2 separate regions of the Mus musculus genome follow, and region 2 is linked to region 1. The links are chromatin contacts, called in public promoter capture Hi-C maps. All regions are on one chromosome and are shown on one strand. Each heading gives the region's core, a stretch centred on a gene start, on an enhancer-like site or on the middle of the called end of the contact. The rest is flanking DNA. Distances are from core to core; before and after follow the strand shown. Region 1 holds the start of 1700010B08Rik (RIKEN cDNA 1700010B08 gene). Region 2 has its middle 8.5 kb from the start of Gm30537.

Evidence for each region. Promoter capture Hi-C pulls out the DNA fragments that hold promoters and counts their contacts.
Region 2: a contact with region 1 is called in a promoter capture Hi-C map of the HPC-7 cell line, with 3 times the contacts expected there. The contact joins the enhancer-like site here to the promoter of 1700010B08Rik in region 1. A contact is called at or near these places in 6 of 39 promoter capture datasets (the HPC-7 cell line, cranial neural crest, embryonic stem cells and 3 more) and 1 of 115 datasets of contacts at active chromatin or transcription factors (astrocytes).

Annotation. Positions count from the first base shown.
Region 1 is chr2:173,717,567-173,720,685 of GRCm38.p6, forward strand. 1700010B08Rik (RIKEN cDNA 1700010B08 gene) reads left to right here and starts at 1,849. Exons shown (of 3, transcript NM_029308.1): 1 at 1,849-2,352; 2 at 2,618-2,709. The coding sequence starts at 2,334.
Region 2 is chr2:174,870,432-174,873,346 of GRCm38.p6, forward strand. No RefSeq gene overlaps it. Among named protein-coding and RNA genes, the nearest start is that of Gm30537, 8.5 kb to the right of the region's middle. Within about 2 kb of position 1,445, at least 44 of the 459 cell types and tissues checked have an H3K27ac peak or open chromatin away from gene starts, as enhancers often do. A contact at or near this core is called in the HPC-7 cell line, where this site is marked.

The DNA.
Region 1 (3,119 bases), core at 599-3,098:
TGTGGCATAAAGACTGCACAAGCATCCCTGGAAGGGCGGTGTCTCTTGGCTCACAGTTTGGAGGTGCAGTCTGCCACGGCACAGCAATCCTGGCCTTGTTGCAACCATGCCAGAAACAGAAGGAGCTCTGCTCCCCTTCTTATTTCTACTCCATGACCCCAGCCCAGGGAACTGTGCTATTCACGTTCAGAACAGGTCTCCCTTGTCAACTCACCCGGTCAGACACCCCACCATGGACTCGTTCACGGGTTTCTCATCTCCTAGGTCATTATAGATCCTGCCATGCTGATAATTTAACCATTGCACAGGGTAAAAACCGGAAGCTTCTATAGCACACGTTGCCTAGCCTCTAGGGTCCTCATGACTGTAAATGTGCAAGTTAACAACTAGATTCTTGCCAAGAAAACCCACGTGTCCGTTAACATGTGGAATGTGCCAGGAGCGGAGAAGGCTTTCTGAATCCAGTAGAGGAAACTGATCAGAAAGTGAAGGGAGCCAAAGAGAAAGAAAGGTGCCTGGGGTCAGGCGAAGCTTCGACCCTCTACACAGAAAAACAAATGGAGAAGCGGGAGGAGGGAGCCTGTGTTGTGTATTCAGGACAAGGTGTAGAGAAATTGAAGGCCTAGGAATGATGTGTGGTTCAACCACCCTCAGGTGCTGTAGCCACCTATGCCACACTAACTGGGTTCCTGAGTGGAAGGCAGGAGCTGTAATGGAAGAGACCGACGAAAGAAATAATGGAGGCCAAGACACGTTTCTGTTCAAGGCCCCTGAAGTTTACTGAGAGTCCGTGCTTATAAAGAAGATAGGTCCATTCCCTGCCAGTCCATTCTTGGTGCCTGGAGCCAGCCCGTAGGTGATCTACAGAGTGTGTCTCTGGAACGTCTCATGGACCTTTCAGCAGGAAGCAGAGTCTTGGAGAAGAGCAAATAGAGCCATCAAGGTCAGAAGGTAGCAAGGTCAAAGTCTGGATCAGCCTGCTTCAGGGCTGAGGGAGGCTACAAGGTGCTCATTCTCAACTGACCCCGGGAGCTAAGCTCAGCCGGAACAGGTTAGAACTTTGAAGATAACATCTATGTACAGATATGTGGGTATGCGTGCACATGCTATATACATGGATGTAAATAAAGGCCAGAGAGCAACCTTGAATATTGTCACTCCTCAGGCGCTGTCCACCTTGAGTTTTAGACAGAGAGAGCCTTTTACTGGCAGCTGGGATTCACCTATTAGGCTGCTCTGTCTAGGGATCTGCTTGTCTCTATCCCCCCAGCACGTACCATCGTGCCAGGCTTCTTTACATGGGCTCTGGCGATCAAACCCAGCTCCTCATGCTTGCACAGTCAGGACTTTTCTTACTGAACCATCTCCCCAGCCCTCTCCGATGGGCTGGTTAGCTATGTGGACAAGACTGGGACGCATGCAGCTCAGTGGTAGAGCTTACGTTTAGCATGCGTGCAAGAGGACTTGAGGTCGATCATCTCCATCATACACAACAATAAAGAGGGGAGAGGAAAGGACAGGAAAGGGAAGGTCTTGCGCGCACCCGACTGGCCAGGAAGAAAGACGCTGCAACAGGATCCTTCCGCACACGTTTATTGGGAGAGCTTGATTGCAGAGGCGAAGAGACCCCAAGCCCAGAACTGGTGCTGCTTATATAGGCCTAGGAGAGGCGTTCTCTCTCATCTGATTGGTTAACTTGTCTCTCATCTGATTGGTTAACTTGTCTCTCATCTGATTGGTTAACTTGTCTCTCATCTGATTGGTTAACTTTGGTCAATTCTCAAAACCTCATCTTGGCAAAAGAACCTTTACTGCCTATGTATGTGTGGTGGCCAGCAGTAGCCAACTGCCACTCTGCAACTGCCACTCTGCAACGGCTTCCCACAGGAAGGGGAGCGGGGTCAGAGAAAGGTCAAATCATTGAGACTACAACCAGCTGGACCTTGGAGAATAACAGGAGCCTTTGTTCCCACCTGGGCTGTCCTCAGCATCCTGGCCTCCTCATCTGTGACACAGCAAGGGTGCAATTGGAACACAAGGCTTCCTGCGTTGTCTGACCCAGAGGACACTCCAGACATACAGCTTAGCTTCCACGACTCAGTTACAGGGGTGCCTTGTGGGGATGTCCAAGTCTCTCCGTTTCACCCACTGTGGTTCCTACCTCTGTAAGATGGAAGCATGTGTGGTGGCGATGCTTGTGAGAGTTCCCAGAGCTGATAGCTGAGGCAGGCAGTACAATCGCTCCTCAGAAAAGTCCACTCTGAACCCCGTACCTGTGACTGCAGCACCTTGTGTGGGAGACGTGGCCATTCAGGATCTTGAGGTATAGGAAGATGGCCCAGAATCATACAGGTGAGTCCTTAAAAGGAGATGGCAGGGTTGGGAGTCGACTCAGTAAAGTGTTTGCCTTGCAAATCGTAAGAGCTGAGTTTGTGTATTGTGGTGGTTTGAGTGAAAACGTCTCTCATAGGCTCATAGGGAGTGGCACTATTAGGAAGAATGGCCTTGTTGGAGTGTGGTCTTATTAGAGATGTGTCACTGGGGTGGGCTTTGAGGTTTCAGAAGCTCAAGCCAGACTTAGTGGGTCACTGCCTCTTCCTACTGCCTGCCTGTCCAGATGTTGAACTCTCAGCTCCTTCTCCAGAACCATGTCTGCCTGCATGCCATCATGTTTCCCGCCATGATGAAAATGGACTGAACCTCCAAACTGTAAGCCAGCCCCAATTAAATGTTTTCTTTTATAAGAGTGGCCATTACCCTGGTATCTCTTCACAGTAATGGAAACCCTAAGATGGTTTCTAAAACACACATTAAAGGGGGTGGGATTTGCAAAGGACAGTGGGAGAATAAAAACATGTATCTCCCTGGGGTTCACAGAGCAGCCAGCCTTGTCTACTTCAGCAAGGAAGGTCTTACTGGAAAGCCTACACACACATACACAAACATACATTCTGTACTTGTGTGTGTGAGCACACATGAACATGCATGTATGTGTCAGAGAGAGAGAGAGAGAGAGAGAGAGAGAGAGATACTGATAGAACAGAAGGAGGCAGCAGAGCTGGGCAGGTTCCTCCTGCAGGAGGCACACTGGCCCTGAAGGCAATATTGGGATACATAGT
Region 2 (2,915 bases), core at 195-2,694, 1.2 Mb after region 1:
GGTCAAAGACAATGCTGAACTGGAGGCCAATCAGGAATCCATTTTCAAAAGAGCACCCCCTGCTGGTGGAGAATGGTCTGTGAGGAAGGGAGAAAGAAGGGAAAAGAGAGGGAGGGAAGGGCATGGCGGTGGCTTATTCTGAGGTAGGGGACAGGCAAGAAGGGACAAATGCATTCCTGGAGAAGGGCTGGCCTTTTCGCAGCCTCTTCTGCCCTTACCATGGTGCACGTTTTCCAATTTAAATTTGAGCTAAATTAAACTAATTTCGCTTCATGGAACCTCAGAATTAACGGATGGTCCAATGACCTCAAAAGAGCTGAAGTGCAAGAATACAAGTCCTCGCGCGCGCGGTGGGATAATGGAAAATGTTTATGGGTTCTGACCTGCTCAGCCACCGCTGGGTTTGTGAAATTAGCACATTTGGGTACCAGTGTGTATTTCTCCTCCTCCAAACAAAACAAGAACAACAGATAGGGGTGTGTGCCCCTGGCTCCCATGGGCACCCTGGCACTGTGTTTGCAGGTGTCAGCACCTGCTTCTGAGTTATCTGCACCTCTCATCTGCCCCTCTCTGGCAAGGCAGCTCCCAAGGGAAAGCACGGCCTTAATTAAATTATCGAGAATTATTTTAAGTTTCATGTTCTCCCTCATGTTACTAAAAAGTGTTTGCTGTCATAATGAAGACCGCATGTGCCCTGGATCTAATTATTAAACCGTTAGATTGTTTCATAATTCCTATTAGCTGCTTTGGTGAGAAAAGGCAGATGTATTCTTTCTTTCTCGCTTTGACATTTATTTTCTGTCAATGTGGTTTGTCTCCGCCTGAAGGAGCTGAGCACGTATAGTGGTCTTAGTGGGGGCTGGAGGCTTGCTGGCTGGAGCTGGGCACTGGCACCCCCACCGTCCATTGGCTCCCCACCCCCACCCCGTGTCGGCCTGGGGTAGGAACCCAGGCTAAGTTCCTCAAAACTGTGTTTCATTCTGTACCAGAGTGACTGACTGGCCTTATTGCTGGGGCACACCCACCGGTCCCTTGGGACCTCGTGCCAGGCCTGCCTACTTTCCTTAACGCCTCTAAATGTCTAGTCTATAAAAGATCAACATAAAACAGCCCAAGTAGAATAAGTAGATGTTTGATTACATTCTAGAAGGTTCTATTACTTCAACTAGGAAGCTTCGAGGCACTCCCTCGTCATAAAGTTTAAGTCATCACAGCTAACTAAGCAAAACAGATGTGTCTCCAAATGCAAGCTAAAACATTATAAGAAAACAGAGGACAAATTACAGTAATTTGTGGTGCCTGTGGATGTGTGTGTAAAATCACGAATAATTGGAAGCAAGATTAGTGAAGTCTTTTCAGAATGTTCTACCATGAAATATGTTCTGGAGCGGGGTGTGTGTGTGTGTGTGTGTGTGTGTGTGTGTGTGTGTGTGTGTGCCAGCTTTGGGGTTTGCAGTTGCCAAGATCTCAAGGCCCTAAACACTGGTCCTAGGGTGAGGCTCCCATGCTGACCGCTTCAGTAATCCCCCTAGGGAAGAGATCATCTGCTGTGTGCCCCCCCCCAAAAGCAGGGCTTGTTAGGCCCTAGGCCCAACTGTAATTTGATTTTTGTTCCCCTGAGACAGCGCTGATTAGGGCCGTCAATTAACTGAATCAGTTCCAGGAAAAGCTGGAGTTGCAGGCAGCCTGGTGTGCTTCAAGATACTGGAAGGGTATGTGGGCTACAGCTGCAGGAATGCTAGGAGCCTGTCATCTAGGGCTGACCTTAGGCTGCAAACAGACAACAGCTTTGTTCTTTCCTGAGACCTCATTGCTGAGAGCTGTGGCCCTCATTCACTCCAGTGCTGGATACTCAGAGAGAATGGAAGGAGGCCGTCAGGTGAGGTGGAGGTGCTGGCAGCGTTGGTGGCTGCAGACTGCCTGCGATTGTTAGAACCATCTCCTGGTGCTCATTCTTAGCATGGACATGCCAGCCAAATCCTCCCCTGCATGCCGGAGGGCTCCAGGGTTAGGCATGGCCATGTTATTCTGCGTCTGGGTCCTGAGGCTGCCAGCAGCACCTTGGTTTCTGCATCCCAACACATGGAGCTGATCACCCCCAAGCAGATGCTGCATTCAGAGGCCTCGAAACCTCATCGTGAACCATTTGGGAGAAACCCAAAGACTTCCCCTCCTGGAAAGGCAACTCTGGCCAAGAGTAATGTCAGCGGCCCTTCTCAGGAGGACCCCAAAGTTGCACGCGGTACTTTCTCAAAAGCTGGAGGCCAACTCAAGGAAGCCTAAGTTAGAAGTTCAGTGAGCACAGACCAGCGTGCCATGCTCGAGTCAATCCCCAGGCTACAGAAAGACAGACACCCTCACAGGCCCTTGAAAGGCAAGAGATGGCTCAATAAGTGGGTTAATTTGCATTTAATACAAGTACAAATTGCAGCAACCTCCAACCATAGCAACGAGCAATTACATTAGGCTGAAATTAAATGGGGGAGGGGGTTAGGGAATACAACAAGTCCCTTCTTGGCTTTGAGAACAGTGGGAGAATGAATGACCCTGTGACTTCATGGACAAGTACAGAACTCCTTGCTTGAAAGAACACACTCTTTAAAAAAAAAAAAAACACACACACCTATTTGTTTATTTTATACACAAACACACACACCTGGGTATGTGTACCCCATGTGCATTCAGCAGCCTGTGAAGGCCAGGAGAGAGCAACAGAGTCTCTGGAACTGAGCTAACAGAGCATGATATGAGCCACTGTGTGGGTGCTGGGAATCAAATCTTGAGTCTTGTACCGGAACAGCCAGTGCTCTTAGCCACTGAGCTGTCTCTCCTGCCTTGGAAGAAGTCGTTGTTGGTGCTGGTGCCTCTCCTTGAACGGTTGACTATTGTATAGAAGCCCATGACTTCACTGAACC